2 separate regions of the Sus scrofa genome follow, and region 2 is linked to region 1. A link is a contact called in public HiChIP or PLAC-seq data. All regions are on one chromosome and are shown on one strand. Each heading gives the region's core, a stretch centred on a gene start, on an enhancer-like site or on the middle of the called end of the contact. The rest is flanking DNA. Distances are from core to core; before and after follow the strand shown. Region 1 holds the start of KXD1 (kxDL motif-containing protein 1). Region 2 holds the start of JUND (transcription factor jun-D).

What was found. HiChIP or PLAC-seq counts read pairs in DNA pulled down with a chosen protein or histone mark.
Region 2: a contact with region 1 is called in an H3K27ac HiChIP or PLAC-seq map of alveolar macrophages. The contact joins the promoter of JUND here to the promoter of KXD1 in region 1. A contact is called at or near these places in 1 of 5 promoter capture datasets (fetal liver), 1 of 47 Hi-C or Micro-C datasets (embryonic fibroblasts) and 1 of 2 datasets of contacts at active chromatin or transcription factors (alveolar macrophages).

Annotation. Positions count from the first base shown.
Region 1 is chr2:59,249,465-59,252,164 of Sscrofa11.1, forward strand. KXD1 (kxDL motif-containing protein 1) reads right to left here and starts at 1,429. Exons shown (of 5, transcript XM_013991423.2): 1 at 1,332-1,429. The coding sequence starts at 1,334.
Region 2 is chr2:59,529,648-59,532,347 of Sscrofa11.1, forward strand. JUND (transcription factor jun-D) reads left to right here and starts at 1,344. Exons shown (of 2, transcript XM_021083521.1): 1 at 1,344-2,184; 2 at 2,187-2,700. The coding sequence starts at 1,507. The coding sequence ends at 2,549.

The DNA.
Region 1 (2,700 bases), core at 179-2,678:
TACATATCTATTTGTGCTCTGAATCTAGCTAGGGTCTGCAGCCTTATGTGCCTTCTGGAGATGAACTGCCACACCTGATGAAACCCCCCTCCCCCGCCCCCAATAATCACCATGTTTATTTTGTTCTGACTGTGTGCCAGGTATGGACGCTCACAGCCTCCACATTTCCAAAGATCATATATAAAGAGGATACTTGGGCTCTCAAAGGACAGAGGCATGTGGCAGGAACCCCACAACTAGGCCTGGAGGGCAAAACATTTGGACCCCGGGAAATGGTTCTGCTTCAAAGTAAGGCTCTTTCCTGTCTCTGGCTCCCAGATGTGAGGGCTGAGAGATTCAATGCATACTCCCTCACCAGCTGCTTCTCACGGGAAGCCTTCCCTGACTAAGTATCGGTCTGACCCATATACAGGGTGAAAAATGATCCAGTATAGGCACTAGTCCCAGCTCCAAATATATTTATGGGGGAAACACGCAGAGAGGGAGGCTCCGTGACCTTAGGAAAGTCACCTCACCTCCTGGGTCCTTCTCATCCAGAAGCTAGGAATAACAAAGAATCAGAATCTCACAACACTATCTTTGGGTAATGAAACCAATAGTGATGAGACAGTGGACTGGTAGCAGGCAGTTTCTCCGAGGGGAGTGTTAAGAAAACCTAGGACTGGGCCAAGAATCACTATTCTAATGAGGGTCTCCCCAGTGCTTCCAAGAATACAAACGAACACTTGTAAAACACTTCATTTAATCCCTAATCACCCCTGAGAGGCAGATAGACTGACACTATCATTTCCGAAGGCAACCAAGGCTAGAGAGGTGGGCTCAGTTGCCCAAGGTCACACACCTAGGCAGAGAGACGCCGCGACTCCACCTAGATCATTTAACAGAATTTAACTGGGCTACCCCAGCTCTGCAAAACCCCCCAGTGCGGCGGGGCTCACAAAGCCCCTCAAGCCCCGCCCCTGTGAAGCCGGGAAACTGAGGCCTAAGCAGGGAAAAGCCCGGTTCTGGGTGATATAGCACAGCTTCAACATAGACGCCCCCAACTCTGGCGCCCCGGATCCGGATCCAGCCCACGGCGCCGTCCGCGCGTCCACTGCGCAGCCGGGGAAACTGAGGCCTGTGCGCAGGGTGTCCAGATGTTGCCAGCGGCGCGCCCCACCCCGCGACAGCCCGGGGACTGCTCCCGCCCGGCCCAGCTGCCCAGAAGCCCCTGCGTCCCCAGCCCCACCCTGAACTCGGCCCCGGCGTCGGTGGCAGCAGCACCTGCACATCTGGCGGCCTTGCTCGCGCTTCCGGGATGGCGCCAGTGCCGCCTCAACGTCATCACGTACCATGAGTGCTAGCGCGCGTGTCCGCAACGTGCCCGGGGCCGACTTGCGTGCGTGGAGGCGCGGCAGGAAGAGGTGGGACTTAGACGCAGTTACTGTTTGCGGGGAGGGGGTTCATAACAAATAGCCAATCAAGCAGTCCCTCGCGCGCCTGCGTAGTTTCCAAAACCCTGCTCCTTGGCAGCCCGGAAGGGCGGGGGGAGGGGTGGAGAGAGAGGCTGAAAACACGCCCAGTTTTGTAAGTGGTAAGACAGAGATCCGAGAGTGGCGGGCATTCCCACAAGGGCATATAGTGCTCTAGTGGCCTGTGGTCGACCCAGACCCACGTGTTATGTTTTCCAGGCTGGGAATCAGACTCATTCCGCTTCAAAAATCCCTGCTCTGCTTTTGGTGACCTTTTTCTGGCCAGGCTAGGGGTCAAATCAGAGCTGCCGCTACCAGCCTATGCCACAGCCACAGCCAAGCAGGATCCGAGCCACATCTGCAACCTACACCACAGCTCATGGCTACACCGGATCCTTAACCCACTGAGCCATGCCGGGGATCAAACCTGCAACCTTGTGGTTCGTAGTCGGATTCTTTAACCACTGAGCCGCAACGGGAACTCCGGATTAATTATCCTTAGTTATTGAGGCCTTGTGATATGTGTTACATATTATATATCTTATTTTTCTGGTCCTCAGTTTAACTGTGAGTCCAGGTGAACACAGGATCTGCCTCTTAAGGTTACCAAGAGCTTGGGAGAAATACACATGCTCCTGGGCACACGGAAGTCTCTTTGAGAGCCCTGGAATTGGACATATCTGAGTTCAAATTCCAGTTCTATCAAATCCTGGTTGGGGGGGCCTGGTGCAAGTGGCTTAACTTTATGAGATCATGCAGGTAAATCTCTTGCAACAAAAGACTTGGTCCAATGCAAGCCCTCAATAAACTAGGGGTAAACTGTATTATCACTGCCATGCTCTCCTTCCTTCATTCATTGAATAGTTAATGATGACTAGGATTCTTATTTATAAGGCCAGGATTCCAGGATTTCTATATATTCTTATAGTTGAATCAATAGTTTTTGTTTTGTGGGTTTTTTTTCAGCTGCCCTGCAGCATACAGAGTTCCCAAGACAGGGATCAAATCCAATCTGCAGTTGCAACCCAAGCCATAGCTTTGGCAACACTGGATCCTTATCAAACCTGCATCCCAGAGCTCCCAAAACGCTGCTGATGCTGTGGTGCCACAGTGGGAACTTGAAACCAATAGTTTGTTTTGTTTTTTGTTTTTTTGGGTTGTTTTTTGTTTGTTTGTTTTTGCTTTTTAGGGCTGCACTTGCAGCATATGGAAGTTCCCAGGCTAGGGGTCCAATCAGAGCTACAGCTGC
Region 2 (2,700 bases), core at 94-2,593, 280 kb after region 1:
GGGTACCCAGCTAGCTTGAGCTAGACAAGGTCCCTGCCCTCCAGGGACTTATGGTCCATCCCATCATTGTGGATGGTTGCCAGGATATAATGGAAACAAGGTGAGTGTGAGGGGCCTAAGGACAAGTGTTGGCACTGGGGGAAGGCAGCATCAGGCTGAGGGCACAGCACCTGTCAAGGCCCCGAGGTAGCAATGAATTGGGAAGACAAAGCTCAAAGAAGGTGAGGGTGAAAGGTTAGAGAACACCACAAGAAAGGTGTGGGGCCCCCTCCCGATGGACTAGGCTCCATCCTCAGTGTGGTAGGAACCATGGAGGGGTTGTATGCAGGGACTGTAGGTCAGACCCAGAAGTCCCAAGGTGGGAAGAGTCTCTCCCACCTCCCTCACATTCCGTTCCCAGCCAGCCTTTTCGAGGCCAATTAAGCCTGACCTGACAATCATGGTAATAAATACGGACTGGGATTCCTGCCTTAATAGCTCAGTCCGGGAGCCAAGGGCCAAGGGTTGGGGGGTGAGGAGTGGGACCCAGGTAGGGGGCTGTCCAGGGTCATGGACGCCAGGGTTCTGCCAGATGTATAAGAGCTCAGGCCTGGTCCCGGAGACAGGTCACTCCACCTCGCCGAGCCTCAATTTCCCATCTGTAAAGTCAGGAAGTCAGACTCCACGATTCAGTCCCACCCAGTGAAAAGTATTGAGATCAAAAAGGTTCCAGCAACTTCTGGCCTCCTCTCCGCTTCCCGGCCTTTCTGAAGCAAACACACCACTTGGGACTGGGCTGGGGGGTGGAGGTGAGGTGGACAGACTAGACCCACACCCTGGCGAGCCACGCTTCAGCTCCCTCAGGTCTTCAACCCCACGGAGCGTAGCTACAGGCGCGCTAAGGGAAGCCCAGCCGGCGTAGTGGAGCTGGAGGCGCCAGGGAGTTATTTATCCATCCGGGGCCCCATCCCCCTTCTGTCCCCGGAGCCAGTACCGCCTCCGCCCGCCCGGGGCCCCACGCGCGGACGCGGGGCGGGGCTTCGGGCGGGCGGGCGCCTGGTGGCCGGGCCCATCACGCCACCCGGGACGTGCCTTGGCGGGAGGCGGTGCTGGGGGCCTGGGTCTTACTCTGGCTCCTGGGGCGGAGTGACCGGGCCGACGCGCGGCCCGCCCCCATGACGTCAACCCACAAGGCAGCGCGCTGTTGTGCCGTTTACCGCGCGTCACCTGGACGACTGCAGTCGGTGGGGGTTGAAGAGGCCGTCAGTGGCTTGGCCCCGCCCCTCCATGCAAATGAGCGACGTCACCCGCGTCCAATGGCGAGCAGGGACAGTGAGCTCATCGTACCCGGCCGAGGCTATAAGGGGGCGCGCGCGTTGCGCGACTCGGGAGCCGCCGCCAGCAGAGGGCTGGGCGCAGCGGCCGCGGCCTGGGCGGGCGCAGGGCCGAGCGGACGGGGGGGCGAGGGCCCCCCGGGCGGCCGCGGCCACTCCCCCCCCCGGGTCGGCGCGGCGGGGGAGGCGGAGGATGGAAACACCCTTCTACGGCGATGAGGCGCTGAGCGGCCTGGGCGGCGGCAGTGGCAGTGGCGGCGGTGGCAGCTTCGCGTCCCCGGGTCGCCTGTTCCCCGGGGCGCCCCCGACGGCAGCCGCCGGCAGCATGATGAAGAAGGACGCGTTGACGCTGAGCTTGAGCGAGCAGGTGGCAGCGGCGCTCAAGCCCGCGGCCGCACCGCCCCCGGCCCCTCTGCGCACCGACGGCGCCCAGGGTGCGGCGCCCCCCGACAGCCTGCTCCCTTCGCCCGACCTGGGGCTGCTCAAGCTCGCTTCGCCCGAGCTCGAACGTCTCATCATCCAGTCCAACGGGCTGGTCACCACCACGCCGACGAGCACGCAGTTTCTCTACCCCAAGGTGGCGGCAAGCGAGGAGCAGGAGTTCGCCGAGGGCTTCGTCAAGGCCCTGGAGGACTTGCACAAGCAAAACCAGCTGGGCGCGGGCGCGGCCTCCGCTGCCGCCGCCGCCGGAGGACCCTCAGGCACGGCTGCAGGCGCCGCACCTCCCAGCGAGCTGGCCCCAGCGGCGGCCACGCCCGAGGCGCCCGTCTACGCGAACCTGAGCAGCTACGCGGGAGGGACTGGGGGTTCGGGGGGAGCTGCGACGGTCGCCTTCGCCGCTGAACCCGTGCCCTTTCCGCCGCCGCCGCCGCCCCAGGCGCGCTGGGGCCGCCACGCCTGGCCGCACTCAAGGATGAGCCGCAGACGGTGCCCGACGTGCCGAGCTTCGGCGAGAGCCCGCCGCTGTCGCCCATCGACATGGACACTCAGGAGCGCATTAAGGCGGAGCGCAAGCGGCTGCGCAACCGCATCGCTGCCTCCAAGTGCCGCAAGCGCAAGCTGGAGCGTATCTCGCGCCTCGAGGAGAAAGTGAAGACGCTCAAGAGCCAGAACACGGAGCTGGCGTCCACGGCGAGCCTGCTGCGCGAGCAGGTGGCGCAACTCAAGCAGAAGGTCCTCAGCCACGTCAACAGCGGCTGCCAGCTGCTGCCCCAGCACCAGGTGCCGGCGTACTGAGCCCGCGCGCGGGGCGCATGCGCGGCCCCCTTCCAGAGAGGCGGGTTTGCGGGGGGGGGGCGTGGGCTCCCGGGACTTGGAGAGGGCGCGGCCCCGGGGACCCCCCCCCCCGAGGGTGCCAGGACTCGGAGAGGGCGCCTCAGACTCGACA